Linked DNA regions of Zea mays: region 1 is linked to region 2. A link is a contact called in public Hi-C data. All regions are on one chromosome and are shown on one strand. Each heading gives the region's core, a stretch centred on a gene start, on an enhancer-like site or on the middle of the called end of the contact. The rest is flanking DNA. Distances are from core to core; before and after follow the strand shown. Region 1 holds the start of LOC100277723. Region 2 has its middle 32 kb from the start of LOC100383172.

Region 1 (5,868 bases), core at 1,875-4,374, 120 kb before region 2:
TTGCAGAGTGTGATAGGCAGTGTGATAGGGACTCTGCTGGAGATAGTCTAATGGTATTGCATCTTTTATTGTTTGTTCACACATACTTTATTATATGTTTTGAACTTCTCATCACTAGCTCAATCCAAGAGAACACATCATACCAAACTATAGAAAGAAATTCCAAAGAGAAAGTGTAAAGAAGGCGATACCATGATATAATAAATTGCAATCAGTATTATGCTAAAGTAAGAATAGGGCATACCCATTTTTGTTAAAGTTATCTACTATTTTAATGACAGAGTCAATTGGTACTGCAAAGCTCAAACCATCAGCATTACGAACTTTCATCACATTAACTCCAATAATCTCACCATCAAGGTTAACAAGAGGTCCTCCAGAATTTCCCTGCAGCATACAAATGTGTCAAAAATTATTCAACATATATTGATAAGCGAAAACAGAGTATCCAATAAAATTGAGAATCATAAACTATATGTTATGTATGTAAAAGGCATGCTACACTAACATTTTAATGTTTTATTTTGACTAGAATTTACATAATCTCCTGCATTTTTTTGGGAAATGCTGAGATGAGGTGACAATTGATGAGGCATAGTTACATGGCCTAAACATTTGAGAAGAACTAGTATACTCAAACAGTCAAATGCAAACTGGCACACTAATTTCACATGTTAGCAACACAAAACAAACGACCTTACCTGATTAATAGCACAATCTGTTTGAAGATACTCCCTTCGTAATCCTCCAAGACCCAGATCACTGCTTTTCCGGTCAACACAGCTACAACAAAGAAAAAAGTCAACACAGACAGTTTTAGTCAACAGCATGCAAATTTTTCATGAAACTAGTAATATTAATGATCACTCATGTGAGTAAATTGAATAAAAATTATTAGGTCATAACCTGACAATACCAGCTGTAACTGTGTTCTGAAGAGAAAGTGGACAGCCCAGAGCAACAACCCAGTCACCTGGCTGAAGTTGAGATGATGATCCAAGCCTGGCAGCAGGTAAAGGGGTCATCGACTTAATCTTCACAACGGCAATGTCAGACAGGCGGTCAGCATTAAGGACAACACCTTCAAATTCACGACCATCTTGTAAAGTCACACTAACCTGTAAGAATATTCAACTCTCTAAGAAAAGACGAGGATGGAAACAGATGTGTGTAAAAAATAATAACCTCAGTCAAATCATAATCAATGATCTCAAGCACATATGCATATCATACTCTGCAGCAAGCAATGTAATTATCCATGATACTATAGCTTGGGGATTTGGATCACTAAGTTTAGAACATTAAACCTAGTACTTGGTAGATAAACTATTGGTGGTCAATCTCGTCTTAAAAGAAAGGTAAAAGAATTAAGGACATTGAGTTGACTAGATTATAAAGTTAAGAGACAATTTTTAAATAAATCAAGACAACTACCCTAACTAGGTAAGAAATACAAAAATTCTAGCATCTACCACCACCAAACTCTTCCCAATGAGAATAAATATAAAAATACTAGAATTAATATGGAGTTAAATCAACCCTTCAGTACTAGTGTCTGAAATTTAGCAAAGAATGAGCTACCAAATTGACACAAATTGTTGTTCAAGTAAGCAATCCAAATGCATGCTTCACATTTGTACACATGACCAATGATAAGTGGTTGACACTGGATAGTGTGTTTACACAGTTAACATGTAAGGGTTGTGTAGTGCCAAGTTAGCAACCTTTCTCCTCACAATTGCTTTTGTGCTTTGAAAATCTGCAACAACATGCGCACATGTCAATATAGTCCCATCTGGATCTATTATAGTTCCAGATCCAATGCTCTGCTCGTTTACCCATCCATGCATATCTACAAAAGGTAATTCGAGAAGTTCACTGCACATAGCCACAACACTGGTGAGGAATTTGACAGTTTTCAAATAGACGGATATGTTCTCACCATGCATAGAAGAAATGTTTACAACAGCAGGACCAACTGCAGATGCCGCCTTGGCAATCGAATTCCTGCCTAGACACGCTGGGCAGCATCTTGGATCACCAGAGCTTCCGTCAGAACCTTGGTCGCCATTGTTAGCAGGTGAAACCGATGCAGACGTGAAGGTATTCAGTACTGGGAACCCTACAAACACATTTGGACACAGTAAGATCTTTGATACAGAGCTCTATCTTACCCAGGCGAAGATAACAACAAACAAGGCAACTGCAGATTCAGGTAAAACAAAAATGCATCAGTCTCATCAGAGTTACTAAGGACACCTTGAAGGTGCTAATCTGTCAACTGTAACTATGATGCACATAGGTAAAAATCAAAGTTTATCATATTGTGAAAAAGGATTATTCCCCGGACTCAAACAAAGACCTTGCAAGCAGGCTGATGCTATGATATTTAAAAACAGCCACCTATCTGGATGATCCAACACCTGCAACTTTTTATGGCATGCCTTTGCACATTACAACTTGTGTTCGTCTCGACATACATTGGTCCATTGACTATAGTAGTTCAAAGTACGGCTGAAAACTTGAGTCCAACCACAGGTCCCTCTACTGAATTGAAGTAACGAGACCCGCCAATGCGCATAACGCCGTACGCAGATAGTCAGATGGATGTCTAGCAGAGAGCAAACGCAAGCCCAATCGAGTGGCATTCCAAAAACCTCGAACCCAAACCACCTTGGACAGTTGGACAGGCAACCACTCCCGACTCCGCCACGCAGCAAAAAGACAGTCTATCCGATGGTCTAGGGTGTACCGATGTAGATAGGCGAGGGAGGGGGTGGCGAAAACGGACCTTGGAACGGATATGGGAGCAGATACGGGGAGAAGAGGCAGGTGCCGGAGCGGAGGCCCTCGGCGGCGGCGGAGGAGGAAAAGGCCTGGCGTGGCGGCTGCGGCGGGGAGGCCGAAACGTAGACGGCTGTGTCGGGATCGCGGAGGCGCGAGAAGGCGGCGGTTGCGGCTAGGAGGAGCGCGGCCCGGCGGCCGACGCGGAGGAGCATTCTGGAAGGATCGCTTGCTGCCTTGGCGTGCCGCACACGAGGAAAGGAGAGCACACGAGGAAAGGAACGGGGAACGCAGAGCGGAGCAGCAGGGCCGTCGCGAAGCGTCTGAGCTGAGGTAGGAGGAAGGAAATGGACCTTTTGGTTTTCTTGCGGGCTGCGGACCTTTCAAAAGCCGAGTTGAGCCAGCAGACCTGCACGAATTCAGTCCAACCATCAAATGCTCCTCCTCGTATGGTCTCTTCCTACGGCCCACTTCTAGCCGCGCTCGCCCGTTCTGTCGCTTAAGGACACAACGCCCCGATCGGGATTGGTGTACAGGAGACCCCGAGGCTTCTTCGGTTAGGGATTGATTAGAAAGGATTAGATGAGATTAAATTCTCTTCTTTACAAATTTGAATAGGAGAGGATTAAATCCTCTCCAATCCATCTCAAACCAACTTAAACCGAACAAGTCCTCAGAGGTAATTCGGTATTTACCCATATCACCCTAATTAGGGTTTCTTAATGCTCTCCCTCGGTGAATACCGTGATAAAGACATGCCTCGTTAAAACTTCCAAAAACCCAGTAAAAAATATGGAGAAAGAACGCATGGCAATGCATATTATATATGCACTTTGTGGCCTCGTTAAAGAAATTCATGTGAGAAACTTTAGGAAAACTCACCAAGGAAAAAAGAGTACAACAACTGTCATCGGGATAGATTTCGATCTTCTAGATCTGGATTCTATCGAATCTTCTACAAGAGCTAACTTTAGAAATGTGCTTCCCTAATCCTTGCAAAATTGTCTCGATATGGCAAAACATTTTCTTCTGTAAGTATATGCACATAGAGATTTAGCAAATGGATTGCATATTGTCGCAAGGATTATCTCAGAAACGTCACCTCAACTCACTTCTAGGATACACGAGGTAAGTGCACATATCAACATAAATAAGCCACTTTGACCGGTGGTCTTCGATCGACTGAATCTATATGATAGAAACTTTCATGAGGGTTCACATATTTATCGTCAAGTTGACGCTTTCAGGGCATACAATATGACATTCAGTGTCTCACAATTGTGATCAATATAAACATTCACTCCCCCTGACGATAACATTTGTCAAAGTCATTATCCCTCATAACTCAAACATACTCTTCAAGATATATGTCTCATTGTTCATCTGGAATAATGAGGATGGACGAGGTTGGGGCGCTACACTTTTCATTCTATCATGCACCACAATGTATGCATGGTTGTGCAAAGCAAATAACTTGTCCTTTTATAGGACTTAGGGGATATTATAGTGGCAATAGTACATATTCTAAATATGACTCATCGCTACAGGCATTCATTCGTTGCAACTTCTATGATGGTGTAACAAAAGTCCATCAATGATAGTAATCCATCATGGATTCTCATCAATCAAATGCATAATTATAGTCTGTCATTCCAACACAATGGGGATATTTTGTCAGTGACACCTAAACAATTTAGGATTCTGCCATCAGAGCTTTAGAGGATATCGTAATTCCCCATCTAGTGGAATATACCATGAGTAAAATTCATGGAATGCACATGTGCTTATTCGATGAACTTTAAGTCCTTTGGTACCTCATTTTATTCCTCTCGGTCTATATTGGTCTTTGTCCCTTTTTAGGGATTATCAAACTTTGGTGTTCAACACAGACTTTGTTTCTTCTAGAAAGGTTCCATCAAGGAAATATAATCTCAACTAGGAGATATTCTCTATACTCGCAAGAGTGATCATTCATCAAGAATGTATTATTCGGTATAAGATTTATATGTTGCATATTTATAATTCAAGAATATGAGTCCTCCTAGAATTTCATGATGGATCTTCTGAATCCTTTAACCACATATTTTAATTAATTCCATTTGCCAGAGTATTACATAGCGGAACAATGTTTATTCAACACATATGTGGGGATGAGTCTCTCACAAGACCACTTGAACCATCGCAGTCACCACACATTATTTCAATAGTGCCCATAAATGTCCAAACTTAAAGCTCGCGACTTTCACTTTGTGATTATTGGTTCAGCCTCGATTGCATTATCAATGACCCGATAAGAAAGCTTCAACCACTCATGCCTAGGACTTTGTTTTGGATCTGTTTGCAATCTAGAGAGGCAAGATATGTGTCCACACATTTGTCTCCCACATTTAATAATAATCTTTGTCATTTATAAAAACGAAAGATTCATTCTTCTGTATTCCCAGCACAATGATATTGCGAGCATTGCTAGGAACTTCATCATCAAGATGAACCTCTTTGTTAGGCAAATCACCAACATGATGAGTTCATCGGAGGAAAGTTATCACAAACCACGTGAATCTGCAATCAGAACATATGCTTTGACTAAGGCCGATGAATCATATTCGCAGGCGTCCCGAGAATAGATCAAATGCCATTAAGTCAAATGTGGATGTGATATTAATCCCAAGTATATCCACATCTACATCAGGTAGAAGCATTCAAATTTATATGGTTACTCCTCAACGATTTCTTGCAAACTCCATATAAACAGGAGTACACACTGAATGATAGGTTCAGTTTGGCTTTTGTGCGTTTTATAGAATATTGAGACATTACACTCAGTGGGCATTTATCCACTGGTTGCATTGTGCTTTCAGGAACATATGATAAAATGTGCATGCGTATAATGGTAGTAAAGTTCACCACATCAGGCCCATGCTGCCAAGAAGAGATTTTTTATATGTAGAGATGTATAGTACAACTCGTTTTAGACTAAACATACATTCATTAATCAACATATGAATGTAGTTTACATGTATGTCTATATTTATTATCATTCATTCGAATTTGGACGGAAAAAAGAGGAATGGAAAGAACTATATT
Region 2 (6,215 bases), core at 135-2,634:
GGTGGTATCTTTTCAATTATGTCTCATGCCACAAGCTTATGTTAACACACATGGAACATCTTTACAATAGTGTTCAAGGTCTTTTGCTAGCCCCTGATTTTTTTGGGCATGTTCCACTATACAATGCCCATTAACCATTTTGTAGTCATAGAATTGTTCCATAACATATATTTCATTGCTAGCATCTGAGACCCCAGATTTTGCCTCAAGTGCTTCCGGCGCATCTTTTCCTATTGGTAATATTAGGTACGTGCCCCTAAGATTATTAGCGTGAACACTTACAATGGCACCTCAAAATAGGTTATCGGCTGCCATGAAAGCACGCTTCTACTCTTGAGTGAGCTATACGGGTTTTCCCTATGTGACACCGATAATGTTCATAGTTATCAACCACGTCATAGCCTTTTCATGCCAATATTTGTAATTGGGACCATCAAATACATTGGGTTTTGTTGTTGAAGCAGAGCCAACTACCAAATGCCTACACAAGTATTTTTGGATTGTTAGATAAATATGGCATTGTATAATATATTTTAATTCCAAAATTATGTAAATAAATCATTGCCATGCATATTGTCAGTGGAGCAGTGACAACATGATTTCTACACATGTTCATGTTTAACATCATTTTAATTATGAACAATATAAAAATAAAGAAGACTCAAAGAAGTATACCGAAGTAGAGCCATTACCTCAGTTCGTGTAGCTGTACAGATTGATTGAAGAGTTGATGATGTGCAACCCCTCAAATGGTCGCTAGGAAGTAGATGATATAGTTGTTTAACGAGTAGTCACATGGAGACGCTCCCTAGAAATCTTATTGGCTACTATCCGGATCTTTGTCGGATAAGGTTTCGGAAGCATGCTCTTAGTACATCATCCATTTTAAGATATAATTCTTTTTTGTTAAATACACATTCATTAATCAATTTATGAATGTGGTTTGTAGGCATGTCTATATTTATTATCATTCATTCGAACGTGAACAGAAAAATAGATCTATGAAGAACTATTTGCAAAAACAACCCTGATCGAGACATTTGCAATTTTGCCATTATCATTGTGGGCTTCGCCGGTATGTCATTGGGGCAACAAAATCATAAACACACATGGTCCTACCAGTTACAGACACAAACACGGGATGCCATAATAATAGAGAGTCAAAACTGAAAGTGACAAAATAGCAATTTTTTCCTGATCTGAGTGCCATGCTAAATTAAACTACTACAAACACAACCTTGTTTCTGTTTACCCATAAATTATCACCTTTCTTTGACAGGGCCCCATAGGCTTTTCATCGTTCTGCTGGTGCTGGGCCCTTTTACAATAGCCGTGATTGCTTTTGTTGACTCATCCGTCCACGTCCCAATAAGTCCTATAGCTGGCAAAAGAGGTCCATGTCCATCCGTCCCATGCCTGCTTGATATGATGCCCCCTGGCCCCTACTACTAGTTAGTACTCCCTTCGTTTCTTTTTATTTGTCGCTGGATAGTGTAATTTTACACTATCCAGCGACAAATAAAAAGAAACGGAGGGAGTATTAGTTTTGCTTCTAGAAGGCAGCTGCAGCGTCTCGGTAGCGACGTTGGAGCACATGCACGATCCATCGTCCCAACACCAAATAATGCTTGCGCCACTTGAGGAAAAAAAAGGGCAGAAAAGTTTTCTCTAGACGCGCGCTGAGATGTAAAGCAAAGCAAAGCAAATCACATGACATGTACAGTTAAAAAGCAACTTGCATAGAATAAAACCCCCTTGATTTGCTTCTAGAACCATTTCTGTCTGCGTGCATACCACCATCAACAAATAATCAATCAATCAGTCAGTCTGCATAGCTAGTGTCCCCCATTGGAACAAAAAAAAAACACTCACTCCAATCAAGCAACCATGTTATCCGGCGAAAAGAGAATACTGGAATCGTGCGGTGGTGTCGGTGTCACAGGTCGGCCGGGTCAGGTATACTGTCAACACCAGCACCGTAAAGCTAATCTGATACGTCTAGTTATGCATATGTTGTTAGAGCAGAGAGAAGGTTTTTAGTCCAAGAGAACGAAAATTGCAGTTTCACAAAGATACCTTCTTCGATCTATCTGAATTAGAAACTTTAGTTGCCTCTTCATCAACGAATGTCGAGCCGAAGGTTGACCAAGATTGGGGGGCACCTTTGGATATATACGGCAAGAAAACTACGAATGAGGAAAAGATGTCACGATACATCTTCTTTGCCGAAAGGCATAATTGACACAAAGTCTTGATATAGAGAATAGGGCATTCTTATAATTCTAACTAGAGACGTATGTAGTCTCGATCGTAGAAATATGTGTACAGTGGTACCACTCTGCTGCTACAATGGCCGGTCACTTATATACTCCCTCCGTTTCTTTTTATTAGTCGCTGGATAGTACAAAATTGCACTATCCAGCGACTAATAAAAAGAAACGGAGGGAGTATGTTATATGTTCCGAGTCTATAGCACCTTTAGACCATGTTCGAATCTACCCTAATTTATATGGATTGAGGAGGACTGAGTGGTTTTAATCCCTAGTAAGTTAAAATCTCTCTCAATCCGTATCGATCCGCTCCAATTCATATCCATATGGATTGAAAATAATTGAACATGTCTTTATGCATAAAGAGCGTTGTCCGGGGATCTGCGGTCTTCAAGGGCCGAAACCGTTCAGCAGAACTTCCAAGTATAACATTCCAAGGTCTTTGTAAGACATCTATTATTTTTTCATCTTAGCATTGTGTGATAATAATAAAAATGAAGAAGATGAACTGATCCCGACAAACCAGATACACACTTCGTGTATGCTATTCCAACTCATACGCTATAACTTTCACGCTTATTTTTCTATTTTTCTCCCGTGTCCTTGAAACCTCCGAACCCTTCGAAGAAGGTGAAAGGAGGACAACTTCACTTTAATTGTGTTGGTTAATTTCTTGGAGGAGCTTTTGGCAGGTCCCCAACATTTGGTATTCACCTCCGGTGAGTCGTGACTTAGGTCCCTCGTGCCTTAGTAAGATTGGGAGCGTGTTTGCTTATGACCCCTTCTTACTCAAGCGTCTAGGCACTATAGGGTTGTGATCTAGGTACCTCTAATTATGGTACCCGGCGACCGGATAGCCTGGTGCACACGCAGATAGGAAAGGTTGATTGCTTCCCAAATGAAGAACCAATGGCTCGTAGGCTCCTTAGGGCTATAAAAGGGACACAAACTTGGGGATATAAAAGGGACCCCTAGATCTCTTTTCTCCTATCTCCTCATCCTAACTTGGTTCTCGTTCTCACTAACACATTTTATAAATCAAGTTTGTGTTGTTTAGAGCTAATGTTGCATGATCACCTATTCACCCCTCCCCTCTAGGTGCTCTCAAACTTTTAGGGGGAGGTCACTCTATAATATGAGTCTTTGAGACTAACACGGCTTTTCAAGCCTATCATGTGTGTAGTAGTCTAATTGAAGGAAAATAGAGTCACCAGAGAAACACAAGAAGCTTCCACTGCAAGACCTCTTCATCTTCAAGTGGTACCATTCCACATTTGGTATCAATAATATGTCTTCCCCGCATTTTGAATAGACTATGTCATTTCAAATCTCATGCCCCCAATGTTGCCAAATATGCATATGCTTCTCATTTTTTCATTTGGTATCACTAGAATATCCTTTATCATTTAACTATACATAGATTAAGGGGGCGTTAGTGTACTTCAATCATGTCTTGTTTCCTCTCGCTTGTAATTATTGTGCTTTTCCTTAGTAGAGAGTTTTCCGACAGGGGAAGTATGTTTTTCCTCAAAGGAGGAGATTGCTTTTCCAAATGGGGTGAACCTTCTTTTAGGGGGAGAAACATTTTTAGAGGGCAACACTCTTATTTAGCTTCCTATATGCTTAAATATGTCTTCCTTTTCAGTAATTAGTTCCAAAGGGGAGAAATTTATTAACCAAAGCAAACCAAAAGTCATCATATACCAAAAAACACCATTTTGAAATTTTTATGGCCTTTCAATTGGTTTATGATCTTTCAAGTGGTTGCTTATGTTGGTTTTGGTCCTAGATAAGAAGTATGTGGATTATGGAGTTGGGGGAGGCTTAAGTCCATATTCACACATTAGAGACTATATTGCATAAGCAAGAATGTGTTTAATTTTCTATAAGACCACGCATCTTTCAATTTGGTATCTTATTCATCTTGCCTATGCACATGCATTCATAGCAAGTAGAGTGCATATTTGCTTTTGTTATTTAATATTTGCTTGCTTTGGTTGTGTTGTCATCAATCACCAAAAAGGGGGAGATTGTAAGGAAAATGGACCTCGGCCCATTTGACTTAGTGATTTTGGTGTTTGATGATCAACATAACCAATGAACTAATGTGTGTGCAAGTGTTTGTGTTTTGTAGTTCATAGGATGTGAAGTGGATTGGACTAAGGTTATGAAGATGCAACACCTCAAAATAAAACTTGACTCATGAAAGATCTACAAATATTCAACACAAGTCCAAGACACAAGACCAAAAGAGCCCAAACAAAGGAAGTTGAAGAAATAGAAGATGGGCTAAAACTGGGTGCACCGGACAGTGCAGATGGCGCACCGAACCAAGGCACCAGACTGGTTTGCTAGGAAGGCATTCTCAGATTTTTGGCAAGCTGGGGCACCGGACCGGTCCCAACGGTCGGTAACGGCTAGTCGACCAACAACCATCTGACATGGCGGGCACTGGACCGTACGGGAGGCACACCGGACCGCGGTTGTAGCAGTCAAAAGCCAACAACTATCTGACATGGAGGCATCGGACCCTTGGTCTGGTGCGTCGCTGGACAACAAGATTCCTCGAATGGGTCTATTTGGATGGGGGCTCTATATATAACCCCTTGGTCGGCCACATGAAGGTGTGGGTGCCCAAGCAATATAGCAACACATGTGATACACATCTCTAAGGCTTCAAACACTCAAGTGCTTAATAGAATCACTCGATGATTAGCATAGGTGCTTTGCGAAGTGCTTAGATTAGTTAGACTGCTTATGCGCTTTCTCTAGGTTGTTCCTAATTAGTTGAGTGAGTTTAGAAAACCCATAAGACCTCTCGACTCTTACAAGAGCCGTTGTAATATTTGTACCGAGTGGGACGATGTTTTGTGAGACCACACCAACCGCATTTGTGGTGTAGCCGCCTCCGTGTATCTAAGGGAATGAGGCTCGCGACGTTTCGATCGAAAGCTCGATAGTGAAGACGTCGGGGAGCGCCCAAGAGAAGGTTGGAAACGGAGCACCACTTGCACGTGAAGAAGACATGCAGCTCTCTACGAAGTTACCTATCCTGGTGCTTGCCCTTCGCATGGGCTTCCCTTTGCGTAAACGAACCAACGAGGATTAGTCAGAACCTTGCGCGGTTCTAAATACCTCAGTAAAAATACCGGCGCATTCACAGGAGTTCGGAATTTCTACCTTTGCTCTTTAGCTTGTGCACTGTCACATCAAATATTTGAATGGTAATTACAAGTATTAAATATAGTCTAATTATAAAGCTAATTACATATATAAAAATAAAAGACGATATGAATTTATTAAACATAATTAACCTGATACAATACTCGTAGTTGATATTTAAATATTTAATGTGACATTATCTAAACTCTAGTTAGGGCCAAACCCACATCTCCAACCCGGTCAATGATTGTCTGGAGCTAGGGCTAGAAACAAGCTGAGCCAAGCTCGGTTCAGCTCGTCTCAGTGCGGCTCGGTCACCTAGCAAGTCAAGCTTGACTCGATCGCATTGCGATTTCGGAGATCAGACTCGTCTCGGGCTCGTTTAGACTCACCAGCCGGCACACTAAGTCCAATTTAAAGCATAAATTGTATGTTTTCATTGTATATAAAATAAAAAAATATGTACTAAAATTTAGGAACATAATTTAAACTAAATATAACATTAGATCCATAAAAATAAGAAAATAAATCAATATAATGTCACAACATAGCACTACATGGTCTGGTAGGCTTGTGAGCCACCTTAGGGCATGTTCGGTTACACCAATCCAGAGGGGGATTGAAGGGAATTAAATCCCCTCCTAGTTAAAAATGACTAGGAGGGGATTTAATCCCCTCTAATCCCCCTCTGGATTGGTGTAACTGAACATGCCCTTAGGCTCGTTTAGGCTCAGCTCACCTCGACTCGCTATTTGAGCGAGCTCCAAAAGTAGGCTCAGCTCA

What was found. Hi-C and Micro-C count contacts between places; a contact is called where the count stands out from the background.
Region 1: a contact with region 2 is called in a Hi-C map of leaf, with 5 times the contacts expected there. The contact joins the promoter of LOC100277723 here to the enhancer-like site in region 2. A contact is called at or near these places in 3 of 25 Hi-C or Micro-C datasets (leaf and tassel).

The regions. Positions count from the first base shown.
Region 1 is chr4:12,914,825-12,920,692 of Zm-B73-REFERENCE-NAM-5.0, reverse strand. LOC100277723 reads right to left here and starts at 3,124. Exons shown (of 9, transcript NM_001151218.2): 1 at 2,792-3,124; 2 at 1,943-2,122; 3 at 1,725-1,852; 4 at 907-1,118; 5 at 702-783; 6 at 245-387. The coding sequence starts at 2,999.
Region 2 is chr4:12,797,375-12,803,589 of Zm-B73-REFERENCE-NAM-5.0, reverse strand. No RefSeq gene overlaps it. Among protein-coding and RNA genes, the nearest start is that of LOC100383172, 32 kb to the right of the region's middle. Within about 2 kb of position 1,384, at least 16 of the 20 cell types and tissues checked have an H3K27ac peak or open chromatin away from gene starts, as enhancers often do. A contact at or near this core is called in leaf and tassel, where this site is marked.